Linked DNA regions of Sus scrofa: region 2 is linked to region 1. The links are chromatin contacts, called in public Hi-C maps. All regions are on one chromosome and are shown on one strand. The core of a region is the stretch at or near the end of the contact, and the rest is flanking DNA. Distances in the headings are between cores, read along the strand shown. Region 1 overlaps PTPRA (protein tyrosine phosphatase, receptor type A). Region 2 overlaps VPS16 (vacuolar protein sorting-associated protein 16 homolog).

The links. Hi-C and Micro-C count contacts between places; a contact is called where the count stands out from the background.
Region 2: a Hi-C map of skeletal muscle shows a contact between it and region 1, with 4 times the contacts expected there. The contact joins two enhancer-like sites. A contact is called at or near these places in 6 of 47 Hi-C or Micro-C datasets (embryonic fibroblasts, fetal heart ventricle, heart right ventricle and 1 more) and 1 of 2 datasets of contacts at active chromatin or transcription factors (skeletal muscle).

The regions. Positions count from the first base shown.
Region 1 is chr17:32,679,383-32,683,355 of Sscrofa11.1, reverse strand. The region is part of intron 4 of PTPRA (protein tyrosine phosphatase, receptor type A); the gene reads left to right. Among named protein-coding and RNA genes, the nearest start is that of GNRH2, 46 kb to the right of the region's middle. Within about 2 kb of position 1,760, at least 3 of the 83 cell types and tissues checked have an H3K27ac peak or open chromatin away from gene starts, as enhancers often do. A contact at or near this core is called in skeletal muscle, where this site is marked.
Region 2 is chr17:32,808,879-32,812,851 of Sscrofa11.1, reverse strand. VPS16 (vacuolar protein sorting-associated protein 16 homolog) reads left to right here. Exons shown (of 24, transcript XM_003134328.4): 2 at 2,742-2,830; 3 at 3,091-3,188; 4 at 3,278-3,406; 5 at 3,487-3,631; 6 at 3,747-3,862; 7 at 3,957-3,973. Among named protein-coding and RNA genes, the nearest start is that of PTPRA, 14 kb to the right of the region's middle. Within about 2 kb of position 2,306, at least 2 of the 83 cell types and tissues checked have an H3K27ac peak or open chromatin away from gene starts, as enhancers often do. A contact at or near this core is called in skeletal muscle, where this site is marked.

The DNA of each region.
Region 1 (3,973 bases), core at 511-3,010:
GTAATTACAGCTGAAATTATATGTCTCAGAATTGCTTTAATGTAATCCAGTAGGGTGGGTATAGCCCAGTGGTTCTCAACACTCAGGGTAATTTTCCCCTCAGAAAACACTTGGCAATGGCTAAGGTGATTTTGGTCATCACAATTGGGGGTTTGCTACTGGTATCTAATAGCTAGAGGCCAGAGATGTTGTTAAACATCCTACAGCACGCACTGCAGCCCCCCCACAACAGAGACTTACCTATCCCCTAATGTTATTAGAATGGGCTTGAGAAACCTTGGTATAGGTGAAAAAAACTGACATATAGTGATATTGTCAAAGTGAAATGACAAGTATACAGGCATTTTAGTGTTCTCTTTACTCTTGTATAGGTTTGAAAGTTTTTCATAATAAAAAGTTATAAAATATATATATATATGTACTTTTTTTTTTTTTTTTAATAAAGAAGCCGTCAGCACACCCCCACTCTACATAGAGCACTGATTTTCCATCTGACACCACAGCTTGTTCGGCCTTGGAGTGTTGGTAAGCCTTTTGTTAAATACCCTGCTACTCCAAGGCCTACTTTCATCCCCAATCCTGGTTGACTCTAAGCTTGAGGTATTTTCCAGGTTCAGACTGGTAGAACTACTACTTAGCTTTCAGCTATAGATTCTTTAGCTCTGATTGATCTCTTCAGCAGTCTAATCCCATCTGCTTTGTCTTCCAGAAATCCCTCAAAGTTTCTGGTCTGCTGATGCCACTCTTTGCTGCCTTCCAGATGCACTTTTTTAATTTCATTAGTATTTTTATATTTCTTCTATTATTCCAGTGTCCTTTTGGGGAGGAAAGAGAAATTAAATTATATTTCAGCTCACTCTCTTGAGCCAGATATCTCTTTTTTGTTGATGTTTTGTCTTTTTAGGGCTGCACCCATGGCATATGGAGGTTCCCAGGCTAGGGGTCCATTCGGAGCTGTAGCCGCTGGCCAGCATCACAGCCACAGCAATGCCAGATCTGAGCCTTGTCTGGGACCTACGCCGCAGTTCTCGTCAATGCCTGATCCTTAACCGGCTGAGCGAGGCCAGGATCAAACCTGCGTCCTCATATCTGGATACTAGTCAGAAATGTATGGCTTGGGAACTCCAAGCCAGATGTCTCTCTAGTGACCTTCTTTTAATACTTGGTATATGTGATTGGCATTGAACAGACGTATTTCGTGGTAAGCCATTAGTTATTTTATTCATTCACTTAGTGTAGTCCAGTATTTGTTTAGTAGCTACTCTGTTAGGTGTTACGAATATAGTAAGAAGCAAAGGAGATTTGTTTGCCTTGCCCTTGAAAAAATTGTGGTCTAAAGAGGGACGCTCATTAATCAACTATATGCAAATAAGTATATAATTACGAAGTGTAAGAGATATTAGGTGAAATAACAGAATACTCTGTGAGACTAATAAAATAAGATCTGGAGTTCGCGTCGTGGCACAGTGGAAGCGAATCCGACTAGGAACCCCATAGAGGGTTCAATCCCTGGCTTTGCTCAGTGGGTTAAGGATCTGGCGTTGCCATGAGCTGTGGTATAGGTCGCAGATGCAGCTCAGATCCCCTGTTGCTGCGGCTGTGGCATAGGCTGGTGGGAGGTTGTTATTGGCCAGGGTAAGGATATTAGATTTCATTCTAAAGGCTTGGAAAAACATCAAAAGATCTTACATAAGAGGGGAACATGATCTGCTCTGCTTTCTTAGAGATCACTCTGCCTGCTTGTTGGAAAATAGATTGGCAGAGGACAGAGACTTACTGTGATTCAGCTGACAGAGTACAGAGATTCAAACAAGAATGGTGGCAATAGAACAGTAAAAAAGGCAGACAAATTTGAGCTATTGGTTTTAGCCCTAAGACATATAACTTGCAACTGGATTGGATATAGAAGATAGCATGGGGAAGAAATTAAGGAGATTTCCACATTTCTTACTTGAGCAGCAGGGTGGGTGGATGGCAGTGCTAGCTACTGAATGGTGAGGGAAATTTTTTAGACCCAGATAGAGAAGAGCCAAGGACAGACATTTAGAGATTTGTGTTAGAAGAGGAACAGCTAGTTAGGGAATACAACATGGAGCAACCGAGAGACAGAAGGAAAATCAGGGAGTTCTTGTTGTGGCTCAGCAGTAACGAACCCAACTAGTATCCATGAGGATGCAGGTTTGATCCCTGGCCCCACTCCCATGGGTTAAGGATCCACCAATGCTGCAAGTTGCAGTATAGGTCGCAGATGCAGGTCGGATTCTGAGTTGCTGTGGCTCTGGTGTAGGCCGGCAGCTACAGCCCTGATTCGACCCCTAGCTTGGGAACCTCCATATGCTGTGGGTGCGGCCCTAAAAAGACCAAAAAAAAAAAAAAGTATGGCGTCCAGTTTCTCTTCTCTGTTTTCATCCTACCCCTAATCTGGCGGTCATGTTTGATTGAGTCAATTATTCCCTCCTCCTCGAAAAATTCTGTTCTTAGCTTGCATGACAGCACATTCTTCTGGATTACCTCCTACCTCATGACTGTTGCTTATGAGTCAGTTTAACTAGCTGATCTTTTAAAAGAATGTAAATCCATTTATATCTCTTCCCTGTTCAAAGCCCTCCAATCACATAGCGTTCCTCATCACATTCAGAATGAAATCCACATTCGTTACCATTGCCTTCAACCCCTAAGTCTTCTGGCTTCTGCCCACCTCTCTAGCCACATCTTATACCGAAACTGGTCTTTGTGCTTTTTGTTGAACCTACCAAACTCCTAAGGGCTATTGTGCTCGCCATTCCCTCTGCCTAGAAAGGTCTTTGCACAGATCTTTATGTGGTTCACTTCACATCACGTAGACCTGTGCTTAGTGCTTCAGACCTTCCAAACTGCTCTAACATAGCCAACCACTGCTCCCTCCCCCAAACCCTTCACTCTCTAGCGCCTTACCCTTTTTTTCTTCCTGTCACTTGTTCCCATCTGAAATCATTGGCTTGTTCATGAATAGTTTCCTCTGCTTTCCTCCCTCACCTGTTTGTTTGATCACCTCTCTATTCCCAGTATCTGGAACAGTGCCTGGAATACAGTTGCTGGTCCACAAATATTTTTTGATTTAACGCTGTTAAGGGGTTGAATCAGATGAGGATGGGAATGTTTCTATTGGATTTGGCAGTATGCCATTTGTTAGTGTCCTCGATGAGCAGCTTAAATGCACCACTGAGGGTAGGAGTCAGAGCAGAATAGATTAAGGAGTACCCATAGATAAGGCGTTAGAGAAAACAACTGTTTTATAAGACAACTATCGTGAGAAGTAAACTATGAAGAGAGACATGGGGCTGGCTGTTGGTGGCTGGAGGAGGGTAAATGAGGTCACGAAGAAAGTCTTCGAGGTGACAGCAATAGATGTAATCCAGAGCATGTATGAGAGTATTGGCCTTTACATGGGGGGACCTGTTAAAGAGAACGGAAAGTGCTGCTGCCAGAAAGGATAGAATATGGTGAAGATGGTTACCAATTCAGACTGGTTCTGTAGTTTGTGGTCGGGGCATGAGAGTGGAGGAGGAGGAGGAGGCAGCACCTGGTCCGCTGTTATGAGGCTCAGTATGGAGTGGAAAGGAAGCCAGGCCCTATGGAGTGGAGGGCAGAGTTGCTCTATCTCCAAGCCAGATGTTGGTATAGTTGGGGTCCTGGTGAAAGGTGGCTGTGACAAAGAAAAGAGTACTCAGCACTTTTGGATACATAGTGCTTAAGGATCTAATCATGTCCCCTTGATTTAATCAGGAACGAAATTCTCTGTGCTAGGAAACCATTTGGATTTTTGATAGGAAAATTGTCTTTTTTCCTTCCTCTCCCATCTTTTTCTAGAAGAACCCATTCTGCCTGGAAGAAAGTACATTGTTGGCCCTGCACACCAGCTTGCCATCAGGGTTGGATGTGTTCATGCTTTCCAATATTTGAGTATTTCTTATATGCTAAGCACTGTTTTTGT
Region 2 (3,973 bases), core at 1,057-3,556, 130 kb before region 1:
ACATCTTTAGCAATATTGCATGTTGTTTATTATCCTGTTAATTTTTGCCATTCAGATAGCCAAAACATAAAAATAACTTTTAAATTCATATTTCCTAGTCATTAAATGTGTCTATTCATATCTTTTGACTATTTTTCTATTGTGTTGTTTCCATTGATTTGTAAAGGAGCTCTTTATATTTTCTCCATTATAAGCCTTTGTTACAAACGTTACAAATTTTCTGTCAGTGGTCACAACTTTTATGTACTGATTTTTAACTTACATATTTTAAGTTTTTATGTACTAAAATCTATCAGTCTATTCCTTTCTGTGTCTTGCTGTGAAAGACTTTTCCATGGTTCACATTATGAAAATATTCGCTTACATTTTCTCAAGTTTTTTTATGTGTAGTTTTTAAGTATCTTCACATAAAATAGTTATGATAAAGCCCTTGACCATTTTTATTTTACTTTTATTTTTATTTTTTACAATTAGAGGCTTTTTTTATTTTTAAGAACAGTATTCCTTTTCCATGTTTTTTTTCTCCTTTTCATAGTTTGTCTTCCTAGTTTGTTTTTGGTGGGTTTTTTCAATGTATAAAATTTGTAATGTTAATTATTTTAATAAATAACCATGAAAGTGGTTTAAAAACTCAGTCTCATTCCCATCCCTGCTCCTCTTTAACTGATTCCGCTCCTCACCTGCAAGTAACCACTGTTATGTGGATTCTTGGAAATTTGCCCAGAGCTGCTTTTTCAAATAGCAGCAAATGTAAATATGTGCTTTTACCTCTTTTATATAGAAGTACACAAAAGGTCTTAATTTTTATTTAGACTCATGTTCGTTTTTTTCTTAGAGACTTCCAGGTTTTATATCATGTTCAGAAATTTTTTTACTTTGAGATTGTAAAAATAAGCAAGATTTGTTCTGATACAATTTTTTTTTTAAATTTTAAGCATTTAAATCTTGAATTCCATCTGGAACTCTTTTATTGTAGAGATTAAATAATGAAATAGCATTTATTGTGATTCTTCCCTTAGGATTCATTGTCTCATTTCAGGTATCAATTTGTACCAATTTGAAGGGCCATCTCTATTATATACTCTATTCCCAGGTCTTTTTCTATATTATTTTCTTTTCCATTGATCTATTTGCTTATTCCTGTGCCAAAACTAGTTTTAATTTACTTTAATTTTTAAGTGTATTTGATAATCTGATGTATATCTGTTGTCATATTTTCAAATGTTCTTAAATACTATCCAATATTTTCTCTTTCAGATGATCTTTTTTCTCCCTACATGAACTATAGAATCAGTTTGTGCTTCCTTCCCCACCAAAAATTTGGGGTGATTTTTATTGAATTCTTGTGCACCCATAGATCCTTTAGAATTTTTCTTCATGTTTTCTGTATCCTTGAGAAAGCTTTGATTTCACACCAAAAAAATTGTGTTAGATTTATTCTTGGGTATCTTATAGTTTCATTGCTATCATGATTAGGATTTTTTTAATTAATATATATATTTTTTGTCTTTTTGCCTTTTTTAGGGCTGCTTCTGCGGCATGTGGAGGTTCCCAGGCTAGGGGTCTAATTGGAACTGTAGCCGCCGGCCTGCGCCAGAGCCACAGCAACGCAGGATCCGAGCCGCGTCTGCGACCTATACCACGGCTCACGGCAACACCGGATCCTTAACCCACTGAGCAAGGGCAGGGACCGAACCCGCAACCTCGTGGTTCCTAGTCGGATTCGGTGACCACTGAGCCCCGACAGGAACTCCTAAAATTAATATTTCTAATTAGTTCTTGCTATGGTATAGTAAACTAATTGATATAGAAAAATATATTGATTTTTGTTGATCATTTACTGAGCTCTTTCATTCATTGCTCCATAGACTGCTTTGGATTTTCTAAGTAGACAATCTCCTATCTCCTTCCTTCTCCAAAATAGAAACCTCTCTTTATTTATTTATTTTTTTCTTATATTTTTTTGGCTAGAATGCCAAGAAGACTCTCAATAGAAGGAAATGATGGGCATCCTCCTGATCCTTAAAATGTTACTGCTGACTCCCCTCCTTCTTGAACATTCTCTTGGTGTCCTGGAGAAGTGCCCACTTCTTCTCTGTCCCCTTTTCCTCACCTCCAACCATCACATGATGGCCTCCTGCTCCCATCTTCTCATGCAACCCACATCTCTTGGTGATCCATGCACGCTCGGATTGCAGTCATCTCGTGCCAGTTTGTAATTTCAGTTACCTCCTGTGAGCCAAGCATTCACAGATTGGCATCTGCAACCCAGGACTCTGCCCAGCTCTGGGCTCACTAAAGTGTTCCTCTTGGATTTCTTTCAGGCACTACTCACTCAATCCCTCTAAAACTGAGTTCATTATCAACAGGCGTTGAGCTGGACCCCTGGATATAAAACCCATAACCAGACTCCAGGTTAAGAACCAGAGATAGAAGAAAGGCTGCCTCCTAGAGGGTCTTATTTCCTGCTAATACAGGCCCAAGCCAGCCACCCTGGCCTCGTCCCACCTAACTCTGTGCCCTGGCTATTGGCCACACAGCGTGCCCTGCCAACACCCTCTGCTCCCTCACCTGCTGTCCTTAAGCATGCATGTGGTCACTTGGCCTAGCTGGACCTAGTCATCAACTCCCCCCCCCCCCTGCTGCTCAACTTTCCTGTGGAGGACAAGTCAAGGCTTTAGGGGCTTCTCTGGGGCTCACCCCATCTGGAGGCTAGTCTCTGCTCATCTTGGTGTGCGCAGGAAATATGAGCTGTATAGCATGGACTGGGACCTGAAGGAAGAACTCAGGGACTGCCTGGTGGCCGCTGCACCCTATGGGGGCCCCATTGGTAAGTCACCCCTCTGCCACCACATGCTCTGCCACCAAGGGAGGGGCTCAAGGTCCTTGATTCCTGGGGGCCTTGCTATTGGGTTGTTCTTGCTGGCACATGCTACCCACCCCCTCTCCATCCTACTGAGATGCTTTCTAATTCTGGTTCTCCTGAGGCCTGGCACACATGGGCCGGGCCGAAGGAGCTAGTTCTTAAATGCTCCTTCGCATGGACTGGGCCTGGGCAGCTAGGACAGGAGGTGTCTTCTCAAACTGCAGCACTGCTGAGGAACCCCTGGCGGAAGGAGAAGGCTGCCAGCGTGCGGCCGGTGCTCGAGATCTACTCGGCTTCCGGCATGCCTCTGGCCAGTCTGATGGTGAGCGCTCTGCCTGCCTCACGGCTGGGGCTGGACAGGGTTCTGCGTCCTCCCGAGGACAGCCTCTGGATCCTCCCTGTCCCCCGCAGTGGAAGAGCGGGCCCGTGGTGTCCCTGGGCTGGTCGGCTGAGGAGGAGCTGCTCTGCGTGCAGGAGGACGGCGTCGTGCTGGTGTACGGGCTTCACGGTGACTTCCGGAGACACTTCAGCATGGGCAACGTAGGGCCCCAGGGGGCTGGGGGAGAGGGATGGAGTCTGTGCCTCTGTGGCTCCCTCAACCTACGTCCCCCTTTCCCCAGGAGGTGCTCCAGAACCGGGTTCTAGATGCCCGCATCTTCCATACCGAGCTTGGTTCTGGGGTGGCCATCCTCACAGGGGCCCACCGCTTCACCCTCAGCGCCAACGTGAGCGACCTCAAACTCCGCCGGATGCCAGAGGTGCCAGGTGGGCCCAGACACCCCCGAGACAGCCTGCAGCACCCAGATGTGCCTCCGGTCCCGGAGCCCCTCAGGGGCAGAAGCTCTAGTCAGCCTGAGGCTGTCCTCTTCCCTGGCCACAGGTCTGCAGAGTGCACCCTCGTGCTGGACCACGCTGTGCCGGGACCGAGTGGCACACATTCTTCTGGCCGTGGGACCTGATCTTTACCTCCTGGACCACGCGACCTGCTCCCCAGTGGTGAGGGGCCCTGGGTGGGAGAGAAATGGAGGGTCTGGGGAGGCAGAGGTGAGGCTCTGAGAAGCCAGGCTCTCTGGTGTCCCTCCTGCCCCAGACACTCCCCGGCCTGGC